Linked DNA regions of Sus scrofa: region 2 is linked to region 1. The links are chromatin contacts, called in public Hi-C maps. All regions are on one chromosome and are shown on one strand. Each heading gives the region's core, a stretch centred on a gene start, on an enhancer-like site or on the middle of the called end of the contact. The rest is flanking DNA. Distances are from core to core; before and after follow the strand shown.

Region 1 (5,661 bases), core at 1,281-3,780:
AGCACAGTGCCCTTTTAAGTTATGGCCCCATGTAGCTACAAAGGTCACCCACACACCAAGCTGGCCTCGGCCACAGGACTAGAAAGTGTAGATTAAGAAAGAGATCTGGAGAGCAGAGTCCTGGGAGTTGGTGATCTGTTGGGCATGGGAAGTGACAGAGCAGTCAGCTGAAGGTTGACCTTCCTATACTGCTTGCCAGGCCACCCCACCACTACCCAGTGGGTGGCCCATGATCAACTCTCCTTTATTAATATGTCTAAACCTCACCACTACCACCCCACCCCCACTACCCACCCAGATCTGTTCCTGTAGGGTCCCTATCTAAAGGTGTCACCATTCACTCAGCCACCGTCCACTCCTCTCTCCCCATCCCATCCCTTCCGGCAATTTACTTCCTAAATGTCTCTCCCATCTGTGTGGCCTCTTCAATTGCTGCTATCACTGCCAAGTTCCGGCAGGCCCTTATCAGCTCAGGCCTGGATTACCCACAAAAGCCTCCTATCTGTCTCCCGACTCCGGTCTGGACCCCACCCCCACTCACATAAAACATCCCTCCTCCACAGTGCCACCTCAGTGAGGTCCCCAAATGCTCACCTGACCAGGTCACCGAGTAACACCCTTCATCCAGGGCTGCCCCAGCCAAAGGATAAGAATCCAAATGCCTTAAATGGCACCCAAGTCCCTCTGTCACCTGACCCTGCCTAATTTTCTAATAAATGCCAGAAATGCCTTAGTCTCCCACGTACCTCCAGCACATACCATGCTCAGCTCTCTTTTTTTTTTTTTCTCATTTACCTCCAGCAGTTTTCTCTGCCTGGAATGCCCTCCACCCTCCCCCTCCATGGCTTGGCTCACCTCAATTCATTCTTTTAAGTTCACCTCAGCTTCCTCTGCTCTGGGAGGTCTTCTCCAGGGCGCCATTCCAGCCCCACCTTGCAGACCGTGGATGTTCTTCTGCACTGACCACAGGATCTTAAAGTGGCCTGTGACTAGTCTAAGCCTCCTCTCTGAGCAGGGGGCAGCTGGAGAGAGTGAGCCTGCTTACTTTAGTTTCTAGCAACCAATACAGAGCCTGGCCATGTGGGTGCTCCATGTGTGTGGAGGTTGGTCTTAGGTTGAAATGTCAGGGGGTGGATGGTTCTGGTGACACTGGAGGAGGAGCAGAATGCAGGGAAGGCTGGCACGGATAATCCCCAAAAGAAAGAAAACCCTTGCTCTGCCTACAACACATATTAATTAAGATGCCACTGACAGAGCAAGGACAGCACCTCTTAACAGAGGGCAGCTGAGACCCAGAGGCAATAGCTGGCTATCTGTGCCTGGTTTGATTGCATTTGATTTCAGAATTTGATTTCTGCTTCCTCCTAAAAACCTCATTCCCTCTGTTGGTAGTAAACAAGCCCCTCCTGGTGTTTCCATCAGGCAGCCTCCTTCCTCATCACACTCACGACAAAATGGTTGGTCCTGATTTTGGGATAGAAGCTTGTTTCCCTCATGCATGTCCCTGCAGCTGGTAGGGCACAAAGCTGACCCTCACTAAATACTTGCTGAATGGGTGAATCACGTCCAGTTCCCCAAGATTGGGGATGGGAAGCCTGAACTGCTGGGGACTGGTGGGGTCAGACAGCCTGAGATTATACTTGATCCACAGATAATCCCTCAAATCCAGAAGCCACCTGGACAGTTGGCTGTGCTGAGCTCCATCAACAGCGCATGTTGATGCTGCAGCTGAACTCAGGACGGATTTTCTGGGAGGCAGAGAAGAGTTTCTCAAAAACAATTATTCTAATTATTATTGGGAGTGTGACAAAGGACCATCAATCCTTTGAGGGCAGAATCCATTTGGGGAGATTAATTTTTGGCTCTTCTCTCTCCATTTTTACTTCTAGGTACTTTTCTTATGGGAAATTTCAAAATATAAAGGAAAGTAGAGTAAACAATATAATGAATCCCCAGGTACCCATCACCAAGCTTCAATGATTACCAAAACAAGCCCAATCTTCAGTCATCAATAGCCCAGCCCTTGGAGCAAATTCCACCATCATCTCATTTCCCGCGTAAAGACCCGTAAGGATCGAAATCTACTTCTGACTCATCTGGGGGCACTAGCCGAGGGCTCCCCTTGCTCTCCCTACAGCAGTGCCTGGCATGGCCCCCAGCAGGTTCTGAACCTACGTCTATGAAACTCAAAGCCCGCTGGTGCGGCGCCGGCTCTGCCTCCTCCGCTTCCTCCTCTTCCCGCACAGCGTGGGTCACCTCGGCCTCGTGGCGTTCCTGACACCCCACCGTCAGTCCCCGGTGATGCGCGAGTGAGTGTCTCCGCGCAACGCCACAGAGAGCACAGGAGGCGCCTTCCACTTCCTCTTTCTCCGGCTGACTAACGCTTGGCGACCGCCCCGCGCGTCCCGCTCCCTGGGGGCGTGGCCACAGCCCGAAGGGGCGGGGAAATACCCATATTTGGCCTTATATGGGCAGCCACGTCATAGGCCACACACCCATTCGCTTAAAACCCAGCGCCGCCGGCGGAATCCCCGGCTTCTGGGGCGGCGAGTGGCCGGGCCGGGCGCCGAGCGTAGGGGGCGGGAAAGAAGAGTTGAGCTGCCGCTCCGGCGCCGGGCTCGGTCGGCCGGCCGCAGCCCCGCGGGTTGCCCTCCCGGGCCTCGCTGGCCGGCATCCTGGCCGTCGGCACCTGCGGGGTGCCCGGCGCGCGGCCGCTGGGCGGCGGCATGAAGGTCACGTCGCTCGACGGGCGCCAGCTGCGCAAGATGCTCCGCAAGGAGGCGGCGGCGCGCTGTGTGGTGCTCGACTGCCGGCCCTACCTGGCCTTCGCCGCCTCCAGCGTGCGCGGCTCGCTCAACGTCAACCTCAACTCGGTGGTGCTGCGGAGGGCCCGCGGCGGTGCGGTGTCGGCGCGCTACGTATTGCCCGACGAGGCGGCGCGCGCGCGGCTGCTGCAAGAGGGTGGCGGCGGCGTGGCGGCCGTAGTCGTGCTGGACCAGGGCAGCCGCCACTGGCAGAAGCTGCGCGAAGAGAGTGCCGCGCGCGTCGTGCTCACCTCGCTGCTCGCCTGCCTCCCCGCCGGCCCGCGAGTCTACTTCCTCAAAGGTGAGTGAGCCAGGGCCGCGGATCCCCCGTCACTCTACCTGACTCCTCGCCGGGACGGCCCCGGACTCTGAAGTCGCCTTCTGGCGCCGGCCGCCCTCCTCCACCCTGGAACCCGGGAAGTTCTCCACTGGCGGGAGTCTGCACCCTGGGGCTTGACGTGCTCCGGGGAGGGCACCGCCAATGTCAGCGCTCACGGCTTTCCCCTCCCCACCCGCGTTCCTCGAAAGCGCCTGACGGTCTGCCCGCCGGGGAAGATGGGGTCGCTTACGCAGCTGGGGGCCCGCTGGCTTGTGCTGGGCAGTGGCCCCGTTTCCTGGCGCGGGCTTACCCGCTCTCGCTGGGGCCTATGCTCCGGAGCCGTCCTAATGGACGGACCTGGCGGAATCCGCAGGTCGGGACCACCCCCTCCCCCAGGAGCGTGGCGCCGCGGTGTCCCCTTTCCTCCCTCCTGGACAATTAACCTACGTTAGGCTGTGTCTTCATCGACCCTCTTGCCTTTTGACCCTGGCAGTCCCTCCCCTTCCTTTCCATTTCATTTTATTGCTTTTTATTGTCCCTCAGCTTCCCCTTCTCGCCTCCAGGCTTTTCTCTAGCTCAGTTTGGAGCTGACAGCCTTCCCATCTCTTCCACCTTCTCGTCCCCTTCCTAGACGGGTCGTGGCCCAACCCAGCGACCCTAACGCTGTCTGCCAGCGCGGGGGAGGCTGGCCCAGCGAGCCAGGACCTAGGAGAGGTGCCACAGGGTGGTTGCGAAGGGGGTTGTGTCGCCTTTTATTTGAAACTCTCAAAAGCTGTGTCACCAGTCTGCCCATTACACCTTCTGGGGGCAATGGCTTCGGTGGTGAGTGGGTAATTTACTCTCAAACTCCAGAGCATGGATTTCTGGATCACTTGGTATGACTGCTGCCGCCTGTTTTTGAGTCCTTTGGAACCTCAGATGTATGGAAGGCTTAGCTTGTAGGGCAGAGATGAGGACTTAGCCCAGGCCGTTCTCCAAGGCCCAGCCTTGAGATGTAATTCCTCAAGGGGGCACCTTGAAATGTAGCATTGATATGGTTCTGAACTCAGGTGCAGTGAGCTGAGAGAGGGAGGGCGCTATTTTAAAACAATGCAACTTGGGCAATTTTACACACTCCAGGCCGGAAGATTCAGAGGCACAGGGGCAGCTCCCAACTCTATTAGCACCTCTTGCAGACTGTCCCCTGTTGCTTCCTCTTAGGGAAACAACAGGGTCAGAAGATGATAATCTTCCTCCCCTAGCCAACCACAGCCCCCAGGAGATGGAGCATGCCCTCCAAGCTCTGCAGAGGTTTCGTACACATGGCCCCTGACTTCTTTGTCTTCCTGATGTGCTTTTTCGTCTCCTGTTCTTAGAAGTGAGTCCAAGAAAAGCTTCTGCCTCTCCAGTAGCATGAAAGATATGTTCCAGGAAGCCACTCCTGGTGCTACCTCTGCTCCCCACCTCTCTCCAGGGGCTAGCAGTCTGGAAGTCATTGCCACAGGAAGTAGCCAGCTTTGTAGACTCACATCTCAGGAAAATTAATGTTTAAAAGATTTTTTTTAAATGAAAGTAACATAGATTGCAAAGACTGTACAATGAAAAGTGAATCTTTTGCATACCCTAGAACCCAGTTCCACTCCCCAGAGACAACTGTCAACTATTTCTTGTTCATCTTTAGATAAATTTTCCATGAGTATCTTTTAAAAATAGAAAGATCGATCTCCTATGTTTCCTGTTCCTGCCTCCTTTACTAAACTATTAACTAGATCATAGAGATTTGCCCATATCAGAGCATACATGCCCGATTCACTTCTTAAGCCCATCTCCTGGTGATAGCCAATAGGTTGCTTCCAGCCTTACTATTTGAAGCAGTGTGGGAAAGTATATCTTTGTCTAAATGCTTCTGGATATGCACTGTCTTTAAGTAAAATTATGAGAATTGATTTCAGGTTTTTAACCTAGTGGTGTCTCAGATCAGATCATGCGGGCAATGCTTTTCATACTCCCCCCCGCCTCGGGAAAAAACCCACTAAAATGAGATGATGACCCAGTGGCATTGTCAGTGCATGTGTATGTATAGTGCCCATGCACTTTCTCCACTCTGCTCTCTTAGTAATGCAGGGTGATCAAAAACAATCTCTGTGAAGAGGAGTGAAGCACCCAAAAGAATGGCCACAGCTCTCGCAGTTCAAGTGAGGCACCAGAGAGGAATGTTTCATCTCTCCACCCCTCTGATGAGAGTGGGTGAAGGACAGAGACCATCTAATTTAGAGGACTCCTGACCCCAGCTTGAAGAGGCAGGGCCCTGTCTGTCGGTCCCTCAACTACACTGAGACTCTTTGTCTGCCTGCCTTATTTTGTCAACAGGCAGACAGGTCCCAGCCCACACCCTCACCTCCCGCCTGTCCTCCTGACAGCCATCTCTTAAGTGCTCTATTTAAAACCAAGAGATGGGGTGGCCTGAAGGCTTCTCTTTCCCAAGCTTAGATCCGAAGTTTGAGAGGGCCCAGGCCACTCTTTTTCCAGATTCCCACCCCCTATCATTGTTTGTCTCCT
Region 2 (5,661 bases), core at 1,742-4,241, 440 kb after region 1:
ATGCTACTTCGATAGGAAACAAGGAAAGGGAAATAAAGAATTGTTTGACACTTCACTCAGATCTGCAAGCCTGATCCTCGGATTACCTGCATCAAAATCTCCTGGACTATTATTAAAAATTCAGATTTTTCTGGAGACTTCCCCAGACTCAGTGAATCAAAATCTCTTATTAAACTTGGAGAATCACTGTCATAGGTTCACTTGCTCATTCGATAAATATTAAATAAACATTTAATGCTATAATGTACTCAGATTGGACTGCTTTAGAAGTTACTAATAATAAATAACTACCGTGCACTAACTATATGCCATGTCTATAAACTATGCTAAAGAGTTATAGTTGACTCATTCTGTTCAACAATCCTAAAAGGTTTTATGGTCCTATTTATTTTTTATTTTTTTGCTATTTTTAGGGCTGCACCCTTGACATATGGAAGTTCCCAGGCTCGGGGCTGAATTGGAGCTCCAACCACCAGCATACACCACAGCCACAGCAACGCTAGATTTGATCTTTGCCTGCGACCTACACCACAGCTCATGGCAATGATGGATCTTTAACCCACCGAGTGAGGCCAGGGATGGAACCCACAACATCATGGTTCCTAGTCGTTTCCACTGTGCCACAATGGGCACTCCCATGGTTCCATCTAACAGATGATAAACAGAATGAGTAAACTGTCCAAAGTCATCACCTAATGAATGTTCCTATTCTTGAAACCCAGATCTGATTCTAAAATCTGTGGTCTTAATCGGTATATTATTTTGCCTTACTTGAATCTGGATAAACTTAAAACTGTTTCATAGTCCCACATGAACAAATTTCCTTCTATATAGGAAGTGACTGACAGAGTGCATTACTTAACTTTCAATACAAAGCCTTAAAACATTCTCTATCAATCTTAAGAGTTTTTGCCCTCCCAGAATATTTTCTTCTGTTCCATTAAGTGCATTTTCTTCCTTCTACTTATCTTTTGTGGTCAAATATAAGTCTAGGATAGGAGGACTACATACGCTAGGCAGTCTTGCGAGTTTTCCTTTTGTGATTCTGAAGTTCTGCAAACACTTCTCTATCCACTGGACAGAGAATGTTCCTAATGTATTAAATGTTAAGTATAATCTTGGTTTTGCAATTTTTAATAGGCTGTGATGAATACTACTGAAAAGCTATCACAAAAACACCAGGACCAATTAGGACTTGCAAGAGAATTTCAGGGAGAAAAATAACATTGCCTAAATTGGAATGTGGCCAGATGGCCAGCAGTTCCCTTAGTATCTGCTTTGATAACATCAAGATTCATCTGTATTTGAATTGCAGGGCCCACACATCTTTCATCAACCATCCTTGGGATGCCAGAAGTTGAAACTCATGAAACTGCTGACATCAGTACACTTTGCTGTAGATTACATTGCATCAGCGTCAAGTGTAGGCAAAGTAGCAGCAAAACTTTATTAAAGGTAGCCAGTCTATGTTGTCAGTGCAGGACACTAACGTACTCTACAAAGACAGGAAGATTAAACTCTTCTCTGTAGGACATCATAGAAGGGTGGTGTGCTGAGAAGTGGGATGGATTTAATGAGCAACTCATGGCATGGTAAATGTAGCTGCAGTTAGTCATGATTGGTAAAGTATAAATACTTTTAAGTAGTCTTGCAAAAAGTGTTAAACTGAATCTAATCATGCTTCCAGACCTACTTCTGATTTGTGAAAAATAAGAGGAGACATTCAAAAAGACCCCTGGCCTGAACTTTTCAAAATGACAATTTTACAAGGTAAAAAGAGATGGCGGAATGGTTCTAGATTAAGGCTAAAGAGTTATAATACCCTGGAGTTCCCGTCGTGGCTCAGTGGTTAACGAATCCGACTAGGAACCATGAGGTTGTGGGTTCGGTCCTTGGCCTTGCTCAGTGGGTTAAGGATCGGGTGTTGCCGTGAGCTGTGGTGTAGGTTGCAGATGTGGCTCAGATCCTGCGTTGCTGTGGCTCTGGCGTAGGCCGGCGGCTGCAGCTCCAATTAGACCCCTAGCCTGGGAACCCCCATATGCCACCGGAGCGGCCCAAGAAATGGCAAGAAGACAAAAAAAAAAAAAAAAAGTTATAATACCCAAATACAATATATAAACCATGACTGGACCCTGATATTTTTTGCAAGGAGGAGGTATAAAAGACATTCTTTGGTCAATGGGAAAATACAGATATATACACACTGGATTTTAAAGACTGAAGACTTATTAATCATAATGATATTTTGTTTTTGCAAGAAAACTTTATAATTCTTAGAAAATAAATACATGTTTAGGGATGCCTGCTTAACAACAGGTGTCTGCAACCTATTTCCCAATGGCTCAATAACAAAGTGTGTGAAAAGGGATAAAGTAAATATGGCACAATGTTAACAACTGTTGGATCTAGGCGAAAGGTATATGAATGTTTATCGTATTCTTTAAAAAAAATTTTTTTTTTTTTTGTCTTTTTGGGCCACAGCGGAGGCATATGGAAGTTCCCAGGCTAGGGGTCCAAACAGAACTGTAGCCGCCAGCCTACACCAGAGCCACAGCAAAATTGGATCTGAGCCAACTTGATATTACCAAGATGACTGACAATTGTCGACTCAAATCTACAGAAGGAACTACGATAATGTGTGATAACTCTTGTAAAAAAACCATATAAAATAATACATTTCATGAATATTCACAAACATTAAGTTGTTTAATAAACCATAGACATGCACAATGTGGACAGTATACTTTCATCCAGAACTGCAGTCAATGCTTACAAACCCCGAGAAGAGGAGAAACGAAGAAAAGGTTGAAAATTTCAGAATATGCAGACAGGAAGTGGGGAAATAAGGCTTCGAGATGTTGTCACAGTGGTAGGGTGACCATCTTTTTCCTTTATAGCTGGGGATGGAAAATGATTTCCTCAAGCTCCAGAATTCTCCGACCTTAAAGGTCAGAGGGTGAAAGTGCTTAACAGAACTTGCTGGGGCGTGGTCAGGAGATCCACTTTGCTGGAGTTAGGGGCCCCTCCCGTCCCAGCTGGCTGCAGCGGGGCGAGGGAAGCCGGTAGAGCGGCCTCACCCCACAGGGAGCCTCAGAGGGGCGGAGGGAGGGCGGGCCGCCATCGGACCAGCCCGGAAAGAAAACCTATTTCCAGCGGAAGAGGCTTTGAGCCCGGCTCGCCTCCTCAGCGCTCCGTTTCCCAGGGGCCGTCGGGCCCGCACGGGCCTGACCCACGGTTGGAGACCAAGGGACACTCACCTCACTTTGCGACTCCTGTCGGAATGGGTACTCCCTGGGGAAAGGGGGGCGCAAGCTATTCCCATGCTTCCGCCATGACCCCTTTCAGAAGTGTCAAACGCAACTTCCGGGCAGGACAGGGATTTTCGGCGCCGTAAACTCTTGTCCACCTAGGTAAGTGACCAGATGTCCCAGCAAAATAAGGGCCAGAAAAGCCGCTTCCTCTATCCCCCCAATCTTGGAAAGTAGTCTGGAGTATGAATTAACTTGTTTAATATGGGATGTCTGGTTACCTTCGGTACTTTTTGGGGCCTACTTACAGATGCGTGTCTTCCCTGACGGCTCAACTGTTGCCCAGGGCAACTATAAGATTGGGCGAAGGGAAAATTACGTCACACAGGAGACCGGAGGCGAGGAAACTTCCGTTGCCATTATCAGATATGGCTGCCTTAGCGTCAACAGTAACTTCCGTTGAGAGTTGTCTCTCTACCCTGCTGGAGGGTCTCTCGGTGACCCAGCTAGCCAGCGGCGCCCAGTGGGCGGGAGAAAGGGCATAGAAGAGCTGAGGAAAGGAAAAGGGCGGGGAGAGTAAGAGAGAGAGAGAGAGAGGGAGAGAGAAAGAGAAGCTGGAGCTAATGCCTCACTCTGATTGGGTAGCGTCGCTGGCGACAGTACCTCACTCTGATTGGGCAGCTTCTGTTGCCCTGGCCCCGCCTGTTTTTCTTCCCCAGCGATTGACCGGCCTGCGCCGGAGGGGTGGGGCGGGGCGGTAGCAACGAGTGTGTGTGGAGGGGCGGGCGGGGCGGGGCGGGGCGAGTGGGGGAGGGGCGGGCGGGGGGCGGCGGTTGGGCAGCGTCGCTTCCAAGGAGGAGGAGGAAGGGCGAGCTAGGAGGATGGCGGAGTCGGGGCTCCTGACGGTAACCAGGGGCCGCTGAGGCGGGAGGGTGCTTGTTGGCCGGTTCTTCCTGCCTTCCTTCCTGCCGGTCGGGCGGGCTGTCGGTAGGGGGAAGCCCCGCGCGTCCTGACAGGCGCTAGCTGGCGGGGCCGGGGCGAGGCCCGAGGGGCCGGGGCCCTGGGAGGCGCCGCCGCCGCCGCCGCTTTCCTGGGTGCTGTCGCCGGGAGGGCCGGGCCCACGGAGCCGTCTCTCGTACGGGCCCGTAGCCTCTCGCCGAGAGCGAGCCGGCCAGCTGACAGCGTCCGGGGCCGGGCCTGCGGTTGCCGCAGGCGGCCGGGGACAGCGCCCGAGAGAGGACTAACTGGCTCTAGAGCCGGGGCCGGGGGCGCCCAGAGGACGGTCCTGCTCCGCTCGGCTCCCTGGGTCCCCGGGCCCAGGCTGCGGGGCGCCCCGTGGGCGTATGAAACGTTGGCTGGGGCCCCGACGCAGCGGTAGTGGTGCGGGTGGAGTCTTTCCTCGCCCGCTCCCCAAAGCCCACCGCGCTCTCGGGTTCTCGTCTCCTCTCTCTGAAGAGTGGTGAGTCGACTTTGGGTGTGTTGCTTGGTGAAGCGAGTTGTAGGTCCAAGACTGCTCTGTTGGACCTGCCTAATGCCAACCTCTTTCCGCGGCAGCTTTTAGGGATAGAGGAAAAGTACTCTCCTCCCCGCCCCCCCCACCCCCCACCCCCAGCTCTAAACGTTAGAGGCTTCAGGACAAAACGATTTTTCCCCAGCCCCTCTGTATCCATTGTTTTGTACCATCCCCCTCCCCCCCTTGCCTAGGTAGAAGAATAATGACTCTGAACCATTAATTGCTTTTTTTTTTTTTTAATCATCAGAGGTTTTGTGTAATTGTGTTAGTATGGATTTACAAACAGGTGAACTGAATACCCTTTCGGTAGCTGGAAAGAAGATGCTTTTTGTGTGTGTTTAAGCTTTAAACCCTTGCAGTTGGTGATTTGGCTTTCTTGTCTGTCTGTTGCTTTGTATCATAATGAGGGTGATGAGAATAAAAGAGGAAGCAATGTTTTGCAACCTGCCCAAAGAAATGTTTTCTTAGTCTCTGGGGATACCGAAGTAAAAATTGGGTTGCAGATGTAGGCTGTATAGTATTTGCCTCCACCACGGTAAATCATAACAGTCTATGTCTAAGCTTATGCTAGTGTTATTTTGTACACTTATTCAGAAATGTCAGCTCCTTCTAGTATCTACTCAGAGTAATGGATAATTGTATCAAACTATTTTTGTTCTTTTTTTTCCCCAGAATCCCAGGATACACTTGTGTAACCAAGTATTTTTATATCAAAATGTAGCATCAACACTGAAAGACTGTCTTAATTTTAAAGACCTCGGTTTATTAGTTGCTAATCTCTACCCTCCCCTTTACATGCCACAACCCTTGTAACTGTTTGTTACTTGTATTTGAAGAAACTTAGCTATTTGTAACATTCAGTAAGCTTACCTTCATAGTTTGAATTTAAGTGTTGATGTT

Evidence for each region. A called contact is a pair of places that touch in the nucleus more often than the background predicts.
Region 2: a Hi-C map of subcutaneous adipose tissue shows a contact between it and region 1, with 2.6 times the contacts expected there. The contact joins the promoter of SHOC2 here to the promoter of DUSP5 in region 1. A contact is called at or near these places in 1 of 47 Hi-C or Micro-C datasets (subcutaneous adipose tissue) and 1 of 2 datasets of contacts at active chromatin or transcription factors (alveolar macrophages).

The regions. Positions count from the first base shown.
Region 1 is chr14:120,903,810-120,909,470 of Sscrofa11.1, forward strand. DUSP5 (dual specificity protein phosphatase 5) reads left to right here and starts at 2,531. Exons shown (of 4, transcript XM_003359366.4): 1 at 2,531-3,105. The coding sequence starts at 2,727. It overlaps LOC110256730 (a long non-coding RNA gene), which reads right to left and starts at 2,457. Exons shown (of 4, transcript XR_002338641.1): 1 at 595-2,457.
Region 2 is chr14:121,344,947-121,350,607 of Sscrofa11.1, forward strand. It overlaps SHOC2 (leucine-rich repeat protein SHOC-2), which reads left to right and starts at 2,992. Exons shown (of 9, transcript XM_005671457.3): 1 at 2,992-3,410. It overlaps BBIP1 (BBSome-interacting protein 1), which reads right to left and starts at 3,396. Exons shown (of 4, transcript XM_013983731.2): 1 at 3,258-3,396.